Regions from separate parts of the Danio rerio genome. Here region 2 is linked to region 1. The links are chromatin contacts, called in public Hi-C maps. All regions are on one chromosome and are shown on one strand. The core of a region is the stretch at or near the end of the contact, and the rest is flanking DNA. Distances in the headings are between cores, read along the strand shown. Region 1 holds the start of yjefn3 (YjeF N-terminal domain containing 3). Region 2 overlaps atp5f1d (ATP synthase F1 subunit delta).

Region 1 (7,559 bases), core at 64-2,563:
ATTTATTTGTAAATCTAGTGTTTTTAAACGTACACATAAAATAATAATTTTACGTTTTAATAAACTAAGACCTTTTATTTATTTATTTATGTCGACTGAGAATGCTAATAAAAGTCTATGAGAGGGTGCATTTTGCGGCAGAGGTGTGTTTCTCGGCATAACACCGGAGCACCCGGAGGAAACCCACGCGAAGTCCACACAGAATGCCAACAGACCCAGCTGAGGCTCGAACCAGCGACCTTCTTGCTGTGAACATTGTAATATGTTACTTTAAAAGTAACTTTACCCAACACTGCCGGTAAACACTTTCCCTCACACCAACCGTTTACGTCTTTCATTTTGTCTGAGCCTGGAAACGGTCTTCTCCGCGTGATCGGATTTCAGAGCGACCAAAATGGTTCTTCAGTCGTTTAAAATGTGAAAAAGTCGTTCAATATTAGCGATAATCGCTTTCACAGATATCTTAATAGTATAAATACCAATATGTTAAGTAAAATCACATCTTATGGAGTCTTTTGGTGTTATTGTGACGTCATAACACTTTCATCAGGATTATAGTGAGTACTGAAATTATATTCTTCATTACTTTAATTAGTTGCATGTTTGGGTATATATCTCAAACTCAAGCCTAATTTACTACGTTTATTTCCCCAACAGAATAACTTTATGCCTGCAGAGACGCGATATGACCTCTAAACGGCAGTGTGGCGCTAATTTATATCACTCTCCATTAATCCAGTTTAGAACACTTTACATTATGTAAAACATTGCTTGTTGCTCGTTTCAAATGCAAATGAACTAAACCCTGCATATTTATAACAAAATTAAACACTTTAAAATATAATATTGCTGGCTTTGTATGCTAGCAGCATCTCCGTTTATGAGTCTTATAAATGATAATTATTGTCAAAATGCTCAGACCTTGCATAATAACAGCTCAACACGTGAATATATGCATGATCAGTAGTATTACACAGATAATGTGCCAAAACAGCTCCATGATGAATAAGCGTTCAAATCAAAATAGACACATTCACGCTCCTCTACTGAGGATGCTCCATCTGAAAGGGATGCGGTTTATGCTTGACTGAGCTCTCCAGCATCAGGGGTGCTCAGCCAATCAGACGGCACTCCCGGTGTCTCCCTGCCTCTTAATTGGCTGACACTTCCAGCAAGAGTAGCTGATCTACGCGTGGAGCCTGGTTTTATCAGCCAGTAAGCCAGTAGACTGAAGCAGGGCACACACAGTGAGAATAGAAAGAGCAATAAGAGGGTGACTGTTGCTAGAGATAAGCGCTGCCGAATAAATCAAGATGAACCACAGCTCCAACGAGAAAGAACCTGAGACCATAGAGCCACTGCGTTACCTCAGGTATGCTATGTTTTTTTTTTGTTGTTATTACGCCTCATAATGTGAGCAGTAGCAGTTTGTGTTTAAATGCATCTTAATAAGGGTGAATACTGTTTGTATCATTACTTCAGTCTAACTGAATGTAATTTGGGACACAGACGGATGGCTGTAATATCCCTTACTGTCTAAAGAAAATGCATCTAACTTCATTTCCTCCCAGCTTTCCTGTTTGCCAAACTAAGGGACGTTGATTAAGATCAACGTGCTTTAATAACCTGGCATGCAGGCAGCAAACAGGTGAAAGAAACGCTGCACTTCAGGTCTCTCTACAGCAGTTTGTGAGTGATTTAGGTATGTCGGTGAAGGTGATGTGACATTTTAGCTGCTGGATGTTGTGATGGCAACATCACAGCCAAAGATCTGCTCTTTAAACAAGCAGGAGGCCGCCTGTTTTCTGATCCGAGTGAAATATGGCATCTGTCAGAGCACATTATCAGTCTATAAAAGTGTCTAATTCGATCTCGCATCTGACAAAGTGCCTCGTATTCTTGTAGGATACTGATTCAGCAGAGTGTAACTGGAGAATCTCTATAAAAACGATACAGAACAAATGGTGTTTTGATCATGAGCCTGAGCGGCATGAGGTTTGCTTTCCTGGCAAAAGAGGCCCTTGAAGCTCTTCACACCAGCCCACGGTGTTTAGAATACACTGGTCGGCAAGAGACGAAGCAAATTATACACTTTAAGGGAGTACGGAATAATAGGATTTAAGGATTTGAGGTTTAACGGCGTGAATTCAGGGGAGATTAATGTTTCTACTGTTACTTAAACCCCCAAAAATGTTGATTTTGTATGGATTCATCACACAGTGAGAACACAAACAATTGGCATTGTTTTGTATAGTTTTTTATTTAACATACTGATTTGTAGTGTATATCCTGGGATTTGTATGTGTTAATGGCCCCTGTGTTCTTTTATTGATGTCAGGTATTGACGCCGATACCAAGACTGACAACCCTGGGTTGGAAAAAGATGGGTTTTCAGGTCGCCATGCTGTTTGTCCCGTTTTGTGTGTGGATTGCTATTTAAAATTCAATCATTCATTAATTTTCCTTCGGCTTAGTTCCTGATTTATCATGGGTCACCACAGCGTAATGAACCACCAACTATTCTGGCACATGTTTTACTCAGCGGATGCCCTTCTAGCTGCAACCCAAGTACTGGGAAAGCTACTTATAATTATTGTACAGTGGTCCCTCGCTATACTGTAATCCTGCGCATTGTGTTCTGCGTCCTGATTGGCTGTAGACCACTGTCAATCAATCTCCAAATCGTGTCTCCTGTACAGTACAGAATGCGTTCAGCTTGCTAAATCTATTTAATTTTCGATCGCTAGCAGTGTGACTGATGTGCTGTACTGTATGTTTGCAAGTTTTGTCTCCACAATGTCAACGAAATGTTCTTTACCGTTATATGCACCTGTGGTATTACCCAAAAGGCAGAGGAAGATGCTAACCATGGCACAAAAAGTTGAACTTCTGCACATGCTAAAGGGTGTTAGAAGTTTCGCGGCTGTAGGGCGCCATTACGGAATAAATAAATGAAGATCAAATGTTTTTGTTATTTGGTTTCATTCTATAATACTGGACTCATTTTTCTACGAAGGTTTGAACTTCGAGAGTGTTTAAACAAGAGATTTGTTAATGCCTGTTTGAGAAAAGTGTGTGTAGTGAGAGGTTTTACAGCCTTAAAAAATCTATAATAATTGTAAAAAATAAAGCTGACTACTTCGGATTTTGCCTATTGCAGGTTATTTTTAGAATGTAACTCCCGCAAATAACGAGGGACCACTGTATTTAAAAAGTTATATTTTTGATAAATTATTTTACTATTTGCAGGCTATGAGAGTTACATTATTTACTGCAAATGTACAAGACTTCCTTAGTTGGACACTATAAGCTAGGAGAATAACAAATCTATTTACACTATAAACCTGTGTATTTGATTTTGATGATAAAATAGAGAAATAAAGACCAGTTTAAATTACAAATACCATTTTGTGTAACAACGATGTTTTGTTCACGCAGATTCATACTACATGCTGATACATGCCAGACCAGTAAGTGGTGATTTAACTTTGCAAAAACAAAGCCAACAAAACAAACAGTAGTATTACAATATTGTTAAACTTTTTTCGTATGGATTTAAACTTGTTTTTTAAGGCCCCTAAAATGACAAAAGTTTTTCATTTTTAGTTGAATGCAAATGGTCTCTTAGATCAGGGGTTCCCAAATTTTTCAGCCCACGACCCCTTAAATAACAATGCCAGTGACTCGTGACCCACAAATTCCTTGGAGGTGGTTATACATATACAAACGTTGCGCACATATAAAAACAAGCATATTGACAACCTGAAAAAGTTTAGCAGTCCATCAGCCATATCATTTTTATAGTCATTTATTAATTTGTTTAATATTAACCTCAACTAAAGAGACTGGGGGAAACAATGTTTTCAGCACTTTAGTCTATTCTTGGTTTAATTTTGGAGACCGTCAGTCAGAGATCATTCTCAATGTTCAGTGATGGCCTGTATTTATTTTTAATGTTTTTGATTGCCATAAAGGTGTCAGAAAGTTTAACCTGGTGCTATAAAATCAATCTGCTGCAGCTAACGCTATTGCTGTGTTGGTAATCTTACGTAACCGATATTATGAAAAAAATAATTTTAAAGCAAATGGCTTTTCATTTGCATGTTGTTTTACTGTTAAAAACTACTATTTTTTATCTTCTGTGATGTATAGCTAAAATATGGTAATTCTAATAGTTTATTTAAATTTATTTGACTTTTGGAAATCACCAAGCGCCCCCCTGTCATTGTCATGCATCCCCCACTTTGGGAACCACTGTCTTAGATGAATGCTGGTGTCTTAAAAATGGACAGTTGTGAATTTGTTGTCATTTACATCACAACACGTGTGTTTTGTAGGTCCAATCAGTACTGTCTCACATCCATTTCTGCTTTGGAGAGATTAGTGATGCCATTTTATGCCCAGGTGGCAAAAAAAAAAAAAGACTGATTTCAGACTCCTTAATAACAATTGAAATGCCGCCTTCACTATTCACTAGGTCACCTCTATGGATGCGCCAGCCCTGGTTGTGACTGTTACATGCCTGTCAACCCTCCCGTTTTCCCACGATTTTTTTGTAGTTTCCAACTTTATCCGGCTATCGTCTCGTACAGACATTTTCCCGTATTCTCCCGTCTCTCTTTTAATCTTTCTATGAAGGGTGGCAAAAAAATTTAAAGAACTGATCCTCCCTATGTACAAACTATACTGCTGAACCTCCAGAGGATGCTCCTTGCTCTTAAGTGTGAATCTGTTCTGCGCTTTCATTTTATTTTGGCATGAAAACATTTTGAAATAAATATAAAAACGACAGGATTCCCTTCATTTCCATTAAAGGCGCAGTCGCCCCTCCGATGCAATCCTCAAAACAGTCAGTTCATATAGCAGTGCATGACTGTCAGACGCACTCTATAGTGATAAATAGATGCTGTTTCTCTAACGGATTCTTTACACACGGGGGTCATTTCTTATTTTCGCATCTCAATGTTGACAGGTATGGACTGTTATCAAATTTCCACCTCTAACATCTTCTTGATGTTCTTGCAGGACAGGTGTACACTGATCTAGTCATGTGACACTGACACATTCCAATTTAAAAATGTAAATTTCTTACTTTAAAAGTCTTTCTTATATTCAACATCATTTTAGTGCTTCCAGCTAAACTTCTGGCAAAGACATGGTCTTTGCCGAGATTAAAAAATGTTACATTTTAAGCATGTGTTTCCTCCGCTGTTAAATGCATTTTGTTAAGAATAAAGTTTTGTAGCATGGTAACAGGTGTATTATGGTGTTGAACTCTTACCTGATTGCGCGTCCATCCTGTTGATATTCTCCACAGCGGTGGTTAAGCTCTATCGCTTCTGCCGGGCTCTGGGGTTTATTTATAGATCGAGGCTCCAAATGCAATAACGGAGCAGCCTGCATGATTTGTGGTTTGTTACCAGGCAATGTATTACTTCTAATGGTGGCTCCCATTAAAGTTAGATTACGGAGACAAGGTCTCGATTTACTCAGTTTGTCAAGAGTGCAACAGAAGTGTGCATGCTTTTGCCTGGGTGTAAAAAACAGGTGAGTCTGGCTGAATATTTTCGGTTAGTTCAAAGGGAATAAACACGGAGCCCTATAGGTTATCTTTCATTGATGTCTAATGCAGTGTTTCCCAATCCTGTTCCTGAAGGCACACCAACAGTACATATTTCAACCTCTTCCTTATTAAACACACCAGATTTCAACTCATCAGAACGTTAGGAGAGACTTCAAAACCTGAAATGAATAGGTCAGATAAGGGAGACATCCAAAATACTGTTGGTGTGCCTGCAGGAACAGGTTTGAGAAACACTGGTCTAATGATCCATTTAGTTGTAAGATCGTGGAAGTGGATCACTGTCACTGTTCTCAGCTGGTCAAGCAGAGTACTGTCACACTCCATCTGTCTCTTCTGCTTTGATGACACAAAATATTTGATGCACCATCAATCCTGATCTATCAAATGTGATGCAGCAAACTCTCAAGCCCACACAAGGACCATTAAAGCCCTGATATACTTCAACAAAATCAAAGGACCAACTGGTGTGATGTAATTTCACACAAAATCAGGCCAAAATGGAGTTCATTTGAGGAGTTCGAAACAGCTTGCCAGAGCAAACTATGTAGATAGTTTATTAGGAAGTAATATGTAGATGTGTCTCCGGGTGCTTCTCAACTCTTACTTGTGCATCCTTGTGTCACCTCGCTTTTCTTGCTGAAAAGCATCTTACATAAAAAAAACACATTTACAAGAAATTAATGCTTAATATTCACAATTACGTGTCTGATTGTTTAACTACAATTATTGATGCATATGTGAAGGGGAGGGAGATTTTACACTCAAAGTTTAGCCAATAAAACACTTCCGCAAAGTACACACCTGTGTATCAGACGTCCTTCAAAATGGCTGATCTTGATCGGTTTCCATGTCGTAGGACAGAAGAGCGAGTAAAAGAGGAAGGATATTAAGAAGCACCCAATATCTTCTTTGAAATGGCGATCATCTTCATTTCCTATGTTCAGAGTAGAAACATAAATCCAAAAATTTGTATTGAAAAGTAGTAAATTTAAGCGAAATTAATTTAAAATAAAAGCAACACTGACACCTAAAGGGTCGTTGACATATCGCATCTAAAAAAAACACTTGGAAAGCACGAGGGTGTCGCTTCCTTCTCCATTTTCAACATGCTTTGTGCTCGTGCTCTATTGTAGTTGCTAGGCAACCATTAATCACTTTTTTCAGAGGGTGAAAAAACCATTGCTGAAGCTCTGATACAAGTTTTATTCACAAAGAAAATTAAAAAACACTGCAGTGTTCGGGTGCACGGTCTTTGTCTGAAGTAAAAAGTCTACCGAAATGTGTGCATTCCATACAGAGTATGAAGCTCATCGGTCAGTTCTTGTCACCTGACGTGCTTTCAGCATTCTAAAAAGTTGAGATGTTTTCAACTAGGTGCGCATGGAATACACAAGCACGTCACTCCCAATGTGCACACACAAGCGCCTTTATTGGAAATAATGCACACATGCACCTTTATTGGAAATAATTAACTTGCACATACAAAATACGCGATATGTGAAAGGCCCCATTTAAAATAAAAACACTTTTTATAATGTTTTTTAAATAAACATAACATGACTTTACTTGAATGTCGAATTCTAGAGCTCATGCAAACATCCACATCACTATTATCAGATGTTTCAGTCTGATCTCACAAGGAAACGTACGTATTTCACGTTTTGTCAGATTAGTGGCTAATTTATACGAATTCGTTTGGGTTTAGTTCGATTTTAAAAAAGAGGCGTGGCTCCCAACTCTGCCCCTAAACACAACCATCATTGGGGGATGAGCAAATTGTATTAAATTTTATGAGATTGTACAAACGTATATGAATTAGCCACTAAATGAAAAAGTTACAAATTGTTGTGAGATAGCGTTGAATTTTTTTTAAATGATGTTTTCTTATTGCCATAATTTATGTATCTTTATTATACTATAAATGGCATTTTAATAAATGCATTATGCATAAAATATTTACATATCCAAATGCCAC
Region 2 (7,174 bases), core at 657-3,156, 390 kb after region 1:
CCAACTTTGCAGTGATCAACGCAGCTGAAGCAGCGCCGTCGGACCCACAGTTCAGTTTTGCAGCACTTGACATCACCCATTTAAAGTGAATCGGAAGCGTGTGAATGGGGCACAAGGTAAAGGCCGGTTTATACTTCTGCGTCAAGTGATCGGCGTGAACAGTGCATGCCTTGTGCATAGTCGTGCATTTATACTTCTGTGTGCAGTTTATGTTGCTCTGCAATAACACTAACAAAGCACTAGCTGGCAGTGAGGTTATGTCCCTCTGTATCGAGTTTCTTCGCAGAGGTTTTGTGTTTTCTGAATGTTACCTTAAAGTACAAGTCGTTAATACTTGCTCATTCAGAGGCAGGAGCCGGCGGACGAGCAACAACTTTAAACATAATGTAGACACAAAGCACAAGTTTCCAACTGGAGCTTCTTAGACACTCGCTCCATTGAGCTCGCGGCTCTCAGCACCTCCCACACTCATCACAGATACCAAGACGACCAATCACAAAGCTTGCGCTACGTGTCGTTGTGATGTGTAGTTAATGTTTTTTTTAAAAAGTCCACTTCAGCCATGGTAAGGGCTATGCGACCGCTGCGCCGGACCATACATGTGTGCGTGACGCGAAAGTATAAATCAGCCTTAAGTGTCCACCGAAGTGTTTCTTTTTTTTCTGCGATACATAAGAGAGCGGTTCTAAAAACATTCAGCTATGAGGCCTTCAGCAACTGTTCGATGCATCATTAATGTAACAAAATATTAAAGCTCTGTGCCTTGCTATGCTGCTGATGTTTTAAGAACACAGCTTTTCCATTGCAATAACATGAAATAAAGAACAGCGATTGTGTCCGCAGCGCATAAACACTACAATAGACAAAAATAGCCATGCCTACTTATGCATTAAATATAATGCTAACGAAAGTGGCATTTCCCCTTGGACATTGCAAGCTAATTATGCATCAATTTAACAGAACAATACTCCCCAACCCTTTGGTGTACTATACTAAGACATCCAGCATAAATGAATGCAGAGTTCTGCTAGTGCACCACTTCTGATTTAAAACTGTTTTTTCTCAAGAATGCAAAATGGTAATTAGGACAACCCTGTAGAGGAAGCTTAAGAATAGAGGCTATACTCAGACTTGAGATGCAGAAAAAAACATGGCAACAAGCGGAACATTGTGTGACACAAATAGAACCTTGTGGTGTCTTAAACCACCTAAAATCGTATGTCTGTGCAACACTGATTTTTGACACCACTGCTCTGAGAGCAAGTGAAAATTAGCTTGTTGTCAGCACGGTTTTGTTATTCGGTCAACTTTTCATGAGTAAGTCATCACAAATTTACAGTTAACATTGAAGTTGTGCAGTGCAAGTAACAATTTAGACAAACTAGCACACATAAAACACCTTTTCTTAGAAAAGCACAAGGACTCCTTTCAGCAAGGGTTCCCTGCCAATTCAGTACATGTGCTGCCTGGAGCAAGCTGCAGCATGTTGCCACGACAGACGTCTGACGTTCATAAAGACGCATGTGGTTTAGTCTCGTAAAACTCCAGTCGGCACATGCTTATAGCTCTGGAGCTGCCATGTAAAATTACCCTGTACTTACGCAAATTCTAGACTTTTGCAGCACAGTCTGAAAGACAACTCTTCTGTCTGCATATACAAGCTGCATTTCTAACCCTAGCTGGCTTATGAATGTGCCTGAGTAATAGTTTATCAGTTTTAGTGATCTAGAAAATGCATATTAGGGCCTCATGAGTAGGCTGACAATTGGTATAACGGCTAGAATTGAGGATGTGCATGCATAAAAAGCAGTATGGGTAAAAATAGTACAGTCTGTACAAAACTTGTGTCAGTGACTGAATAATCAAGATGAACAGATTCACTCGAGTCACTTCTGAGAAATGGCTCCATAGTTCAAATTTCAACAGTGCCATACTGCCCCCTTTCAGTCATGAACAGGACTGCATTTATAATACTAATTAATAGAACAGCAATTACAGCTCTGGTTTGTGAAAAATGCAAGGAATGCAGATGACACTGTGTGTATTTCAAATAAATTTATTGTTAATTTCATCCACTGTACAAAGCAAGCAGTTAAGTCTTGCGGTTTGACTTCACTGGGGTGGGGAACAGAAAAAGCCGGAGACCTTTTCAAACCGACAGAATTCTCTGTTGAGAAGACAGATATTGGTATAAATGAATGAGAGAACATTCACATACAGTATTAAAGGGATAGTTCACCCAAAAAATAAAAATGTGTCATTTACTCACTAGGGGGGCACAATATGGATTTAGCATAGATATTGTAACGAGTAAATCCACAATAGTGGATACATCAAACAATCTTATTATATTTGATCAGGAGCCACAGTTCACATTGCAAAAATAATGCTTTTCTTAGTGTTTTTGTCACATTTCTAGTCCAAAATTGAAAAATTCCTAAATCAAGAAGCATTTTTCTAGACAAGTAAATAATATTGTTTGGTTATCAGAAATAAGAAGCCAAATTGAGACATTTTAAAATAAGACAGTGGATTAAGTAACATATTCTTACTTTTAACCCAAACAAGATTTTTTTGCTTGTTTTAGGGCAAAACAAACTTAATTTTGAAAACAAAATAATTTTTACGCTTGTAGATTTTAGAAATGTTATATATTTGGACCACACACACAAAGGCTTTTTTTTTTACACATTTGTAAATTGGACTGTATGAAATCGATGTAGGTATTTATTGACCAAACACTATTGTCAATATCGATAAAGAAAAAAAAGTTTGGTATGTAGTTTCAGTATGAAACGCTATAGTTTTATTAAAACGTGGCTGCTCAGCGCGTTCATTGGAAGCAATGCCAATAAGCTTAGAGTGTTAGTTTGTACTTTCCAATGGAGGCGTGTGCTGGTTTTCCAGGTGCACATATTTGAAAAACATCTGAACTTTTCCGAATACCTTGAGCACTAGAACTAACCGATCTGCTTCATGCTTTGTATAAAATATACAAATTTCAGTAATAACAGCAGACTAATTACTCCAGAAAAACACAAAGCACATGCTTGCGCTTGTCACTTCAGGTCAGAATAACAACACATGTGAAAATGAGTGCCGTATAGCAGCAGTGAAGTGATTGTAAATACAAAATGATGTGACCAGAGTGGCTTTTTGGTTACTTTTCTTGTGCATCCCAGTCACTAGCTCCCCATCTGAAAGATTTTTATCGTCATTCAACTTCACAGTTTGTAATGCTGCAATATGTATTTGAATAATGATGGTTAGTTCCTTTACTTGAAAGCTCAGATCTGATTATTATAATTGGTTTTGTTTACAGAGTTTAAGGTTTACTGTATCATTGACACCTTACAGATGGTGATCTACCTTTACCATTGCACACACATTGTAACATTTTATTGATGAAGTTGAAGAGTCTCTTTAACACTTGTGTTTATTTTATTATAAAGCAATCAAATTTTTTGTTGAAATATTTTTGTTCAATAATGTTGGTAAATGAAATTGAGGTGGTTGAATAAAAGAAATCATAATATTCCTAAACGGATTGTTAGGAATTGGTTTAATAATTATCGATACCGAATGATATGAAACATGCTCTCGTGATAACCGCTTTTGCAATATCGCCCAGCCCTATTTGTAGAGGCACTGCAAAGTGTAATAGAGTGAAAGATGTGTTTTAAGGCCTGTGACTATGTACAGATTTTAAGTGAGTTTGAAACATTTAAGAAAAAGAAATGAGGACGTTTGGAGGTGTAACAAAAAACAATTGTTTTTAATTATTTATACAATGAACACTATATAGTGTTATAGATTTAATTATTGAATTTCTGCACCTGAAATCTGTTAGACCCTCCAGAATATCATAAAATTAAGAACTCATTTAAGTCATCTTGCAAAATTGTATTTAAACAGCAAAATATCACAATATAAGATTTTTCCAATATCATGCAGCCCTATTAGTTGTTTCAAACATTTACAATTTTCTTTCTTTCACACAAAAATGACTAGAAGAAAGCTGCAAACCTGTAATCAAAGTACTTGTTTTCCATACTATGGAGGTCAATAGTTACAGATTTGCATAAAATATCATCTTTTGTAATTAAATCTCAAAGATTAAAGAACACTTGAGGATATAAATAGTGAGTAAATAAATTTTTTCTTGGTGAACTATCCCTTTAACTACAATATTTTCACAATGGGATATTGCTAAAATGTATACGTACCAACAAACAGACCATTTACTCCAGCGCTTTGACAATCGCTTCGTTCGCCTCTATGCTGATCAGAACCTCGGCCCGGGTCGCCTCGTCTGAAGCGCCGACCAGTTCTGACTGGGCTTTCTCCAGGTTCGCTTTCGCTGCCTGTAAAAGAAGACAAGGCTCTCTTTGACATTTGGTTCACTCTCACTGTAATCTTGACAGTGATGTATAGTGTGGCAACTCAATCTATAACGGCTGACATTATAAAAGTCCCATCAATTGGAACGAGTGTCGTATAGATCCCAGAACTTCAATATCTTGGAGCACCTTATAAGTGAGAAAACTCATCTTTGCCTTAAAAATCAATGCTAGTGCTACTTGAGCCACATTCTAGGCTAGCATGGCCGTGTGAGCAAATAAACGTGGCCTCTTTCCTGTGAAGGACATTTGTCACAGTGGCGATTACACAGTGTAAAGGCCAAACATTGCTGGGAGTTAAAGGTCTCTCAGTGGGGATTTGACACATCTGCACCACTTCAACGGTGACTGACCTTTCCTTCCTTATTAACCAGCAAGACCCCAAGCACAGCTATCTCTAGGTAGAATAAAAAAGTGACCTATTTATGTGGAATGAACCCAAAAGTGCTCTTAATTCTGTGTCAGAGAAAGGGCATGTCCAAGAACATCCCATTTGGAGGCAGCTCGTTTTCGATGCGTCATGCTGAACGCTCGAATCGTTCAGAGAAAGAGGTGACTAAGAGAAAACCAAGACCATTGTGTTTGCTTTTATTAATGTTGTGTGGACGATAAATAGCATGCATACAAACAAAAGACGGTCTGTTGGGCTTTTAAAAGCTACATTTCAGGCACAATTCTATAAAACCTTACTGAACCAGGGGTGTTCAAACTTGTTCCTAGAGTACCATTTACAACTTCAACCTTAATGGGTTAGATGCAAAAGATGGCACCAGTGAGCTTCTGAAACGCAAGTGTGTGCGAATTTACAATCAGGTTTTATAAAACTACGGAGGAAGAGGTGAAGACTTCCCATTTTGTTACCAAAAATAAGCATGTTTAAAATAAAAAAATAAATAGTTTATCAGTGACAGGAGAGAACATCCTTACTACATTGCTGCATACCTTAGTGCAGGGATTCCCAAACTTTTTTTATTCCGGCACCCACCTAGGGAAGTAATTCAATCTTCAGACCCACCATAATATTTTAATATGGAAAAATGGGTAAAAAAAATGTATCCATTCAAAGCAGTCAAAAATATATGGTGTGCGGCTTTTTGGATTTTGCGATTTGATATGCACATAATGAGGCTCGAAGTTGAATAGCTGAATAGATCTAATATGGGACTGATAGGGGTAGTTACATTACTATTTTCCATAACATCTATGCCCTTCCATAACATTAGGTGACGCTAAAACTAACAGATAGCACTATAGCTATTTATTGATTAGCAATCGGTCAACGTAGGGATGTAAAAAAACTATGGGACAACATATAGCTTCAAATGATAGAATACATAGCAAACATTAGAAAATATTGACAATAAAATAAAAGGTTTAGTCTATTAAAATTAATGGCCAATCCAGAAATTAAATAAAGCTATAAAATCTATTTTACTTTTAATTGTATTTGCATATTGATTAAAGTTACCATAGTTATTTAGTGAAGTGCAGCAAATGAATCTCTCATTGAGTTTTGTTTGATAACAGAGGTGTTAATGTAAGAATGCACAGACCTATAATGAAGCATTCGACTACTTTAGTAACTGTTTGTGCTCATTTAAGAGAAAATTTGTAGTGTTTAATATAAAACACGCAGGACGGAGAAAGAAAAATAAGCACTTTTCCGACGGTCCCTTACTGAGGGCTTCGCTCTGCGCGAGCTCTCCCAGCTAAACGCAGATTGCGAGGGCTCAAACGGAGCAGTGGTCGTAATGTCGAGCGAAAAAAGAAAAAGACAGCTGTGAAACATAACCAGCTTTGTCTTTTTGTAGGAAGCACACTTTAGATCTTTTTAGGGTAAGAGGTTTTTGAGTTATAGCCATCAATCGTACTGGTTTTGATTCACTGCAATGTAAATATAGCTGCAGGTCATTGCGCGACCCTTCTTTGTTCACTGTGTGACCCACTAGTGTGTCGCGACCCACAGTTTGAAAACCCCTGCCTTAGTGCACTAATTTGCTTCCAATCTTTCCCTGTTGATGCTAAGGTTCTTGCTCAGTGGTAACTCAAATTCCATCTGGTCTTCCACTAGAAAAAACTGTGTTGAAACTTGAAAAAATACATTTGTTGTGATAAGAATCAGAGTATCCTTTCATCCATTCCATATGCGTTTTCAAACAAAAAAAGGAAAACTAAGAAAGAAGAAAGAACTATAGGCATATTATTATAATTAATATTATCAATCAATTATTTATTTTCTTTTTAGCTTAGCCCGTTTATATATATTATTATTATATTATTGTTATATATTATATATATTATTAAATGATCTAAGATGATTTGACAGATCCTGGATCTTTTATTCTTGATAACTAATTTCTGGCTAATTTGGTTTTTCAAACAAGTTCGCAAATCAGATTAGAATGTCTGGATGAACTGATCGGAGAGCGCCGTGTGCGCTGTGAAGGATAGATCTTTCGATCCTCTGAATCACGCAATGCACCGATTGTCTGACAGCACAGCAGCGTAATGACATCATCTGATTAATATTCAATTATTGGTAAAATTAATTTTGCATCACAAAAGCTTTTAGATATTGTTAAATGTGTCTGCAACTTTTGTGAAGCATCAAATCACTGTCATGTTAGCTGCCAAAACATGTTCATGACAGCATAAATTATTATTCCTTTGAAAAAGCTGCATATTGTACATGTCTATTATCATACACAAATTGTACTAAAGCGATTTTACACTAAAAAGTGTTCCTAAAAAGTTAATATCGATAAAATTTCTTT

Evidence for each region. Hi-C and Micro-C count contacts between places; a contact is called where the count stands out from the background.
Region 2: a contact with region 1 is called in a Hi-C map of embryo, with 3 times the contacts expected there. The contact joins the enhancer-like site here to the promoter of yjefn3 in region 1. A contact is called at or near these places in 3 of 18 Hi-C or Micro-C datasets (all in embryo).

What each region holds. Positions count from the first base shown.
Region 1 is chr22:18,082,692-18,090,250 of GRCz12tu, forward strand. yjefn3 (YjeF N-terminal domain containing 3) reads left to right here and starts at 1,314. Exons shown (of 6, transcript NM_001044843.1): 1 at 1,314-1,372. The coding sequence starts at 1,314. LOC141380303 (a long non-coding RNA gene) reads right to left here. Exons shown (of 4, transcript XR_012398126.1): 3 at 6,386-6,518; 4 at 2,265-6,231.
Region 2 is chr22:18,469,350-18,476,523 of GRCz12tu, forward strand. atp5f1d (ATP synthase F1 subunit delta) reads right to left here. Exons shown (of 5, transcript NM_199968.1): 4 at 4,227-4,364; 5 at 2,041-2,167. The coding sequence ends at 4,242. Among named protein-coding and RNA genes, the nearest start is that of atp5f1d, 11 kb to the right of the region's middle. Within about 2 kb of position 1,907, at least 10 of the 62 cell types and tissues checked have an H3K27ac peak or open chromatin away from gene starts, as enhancers often do.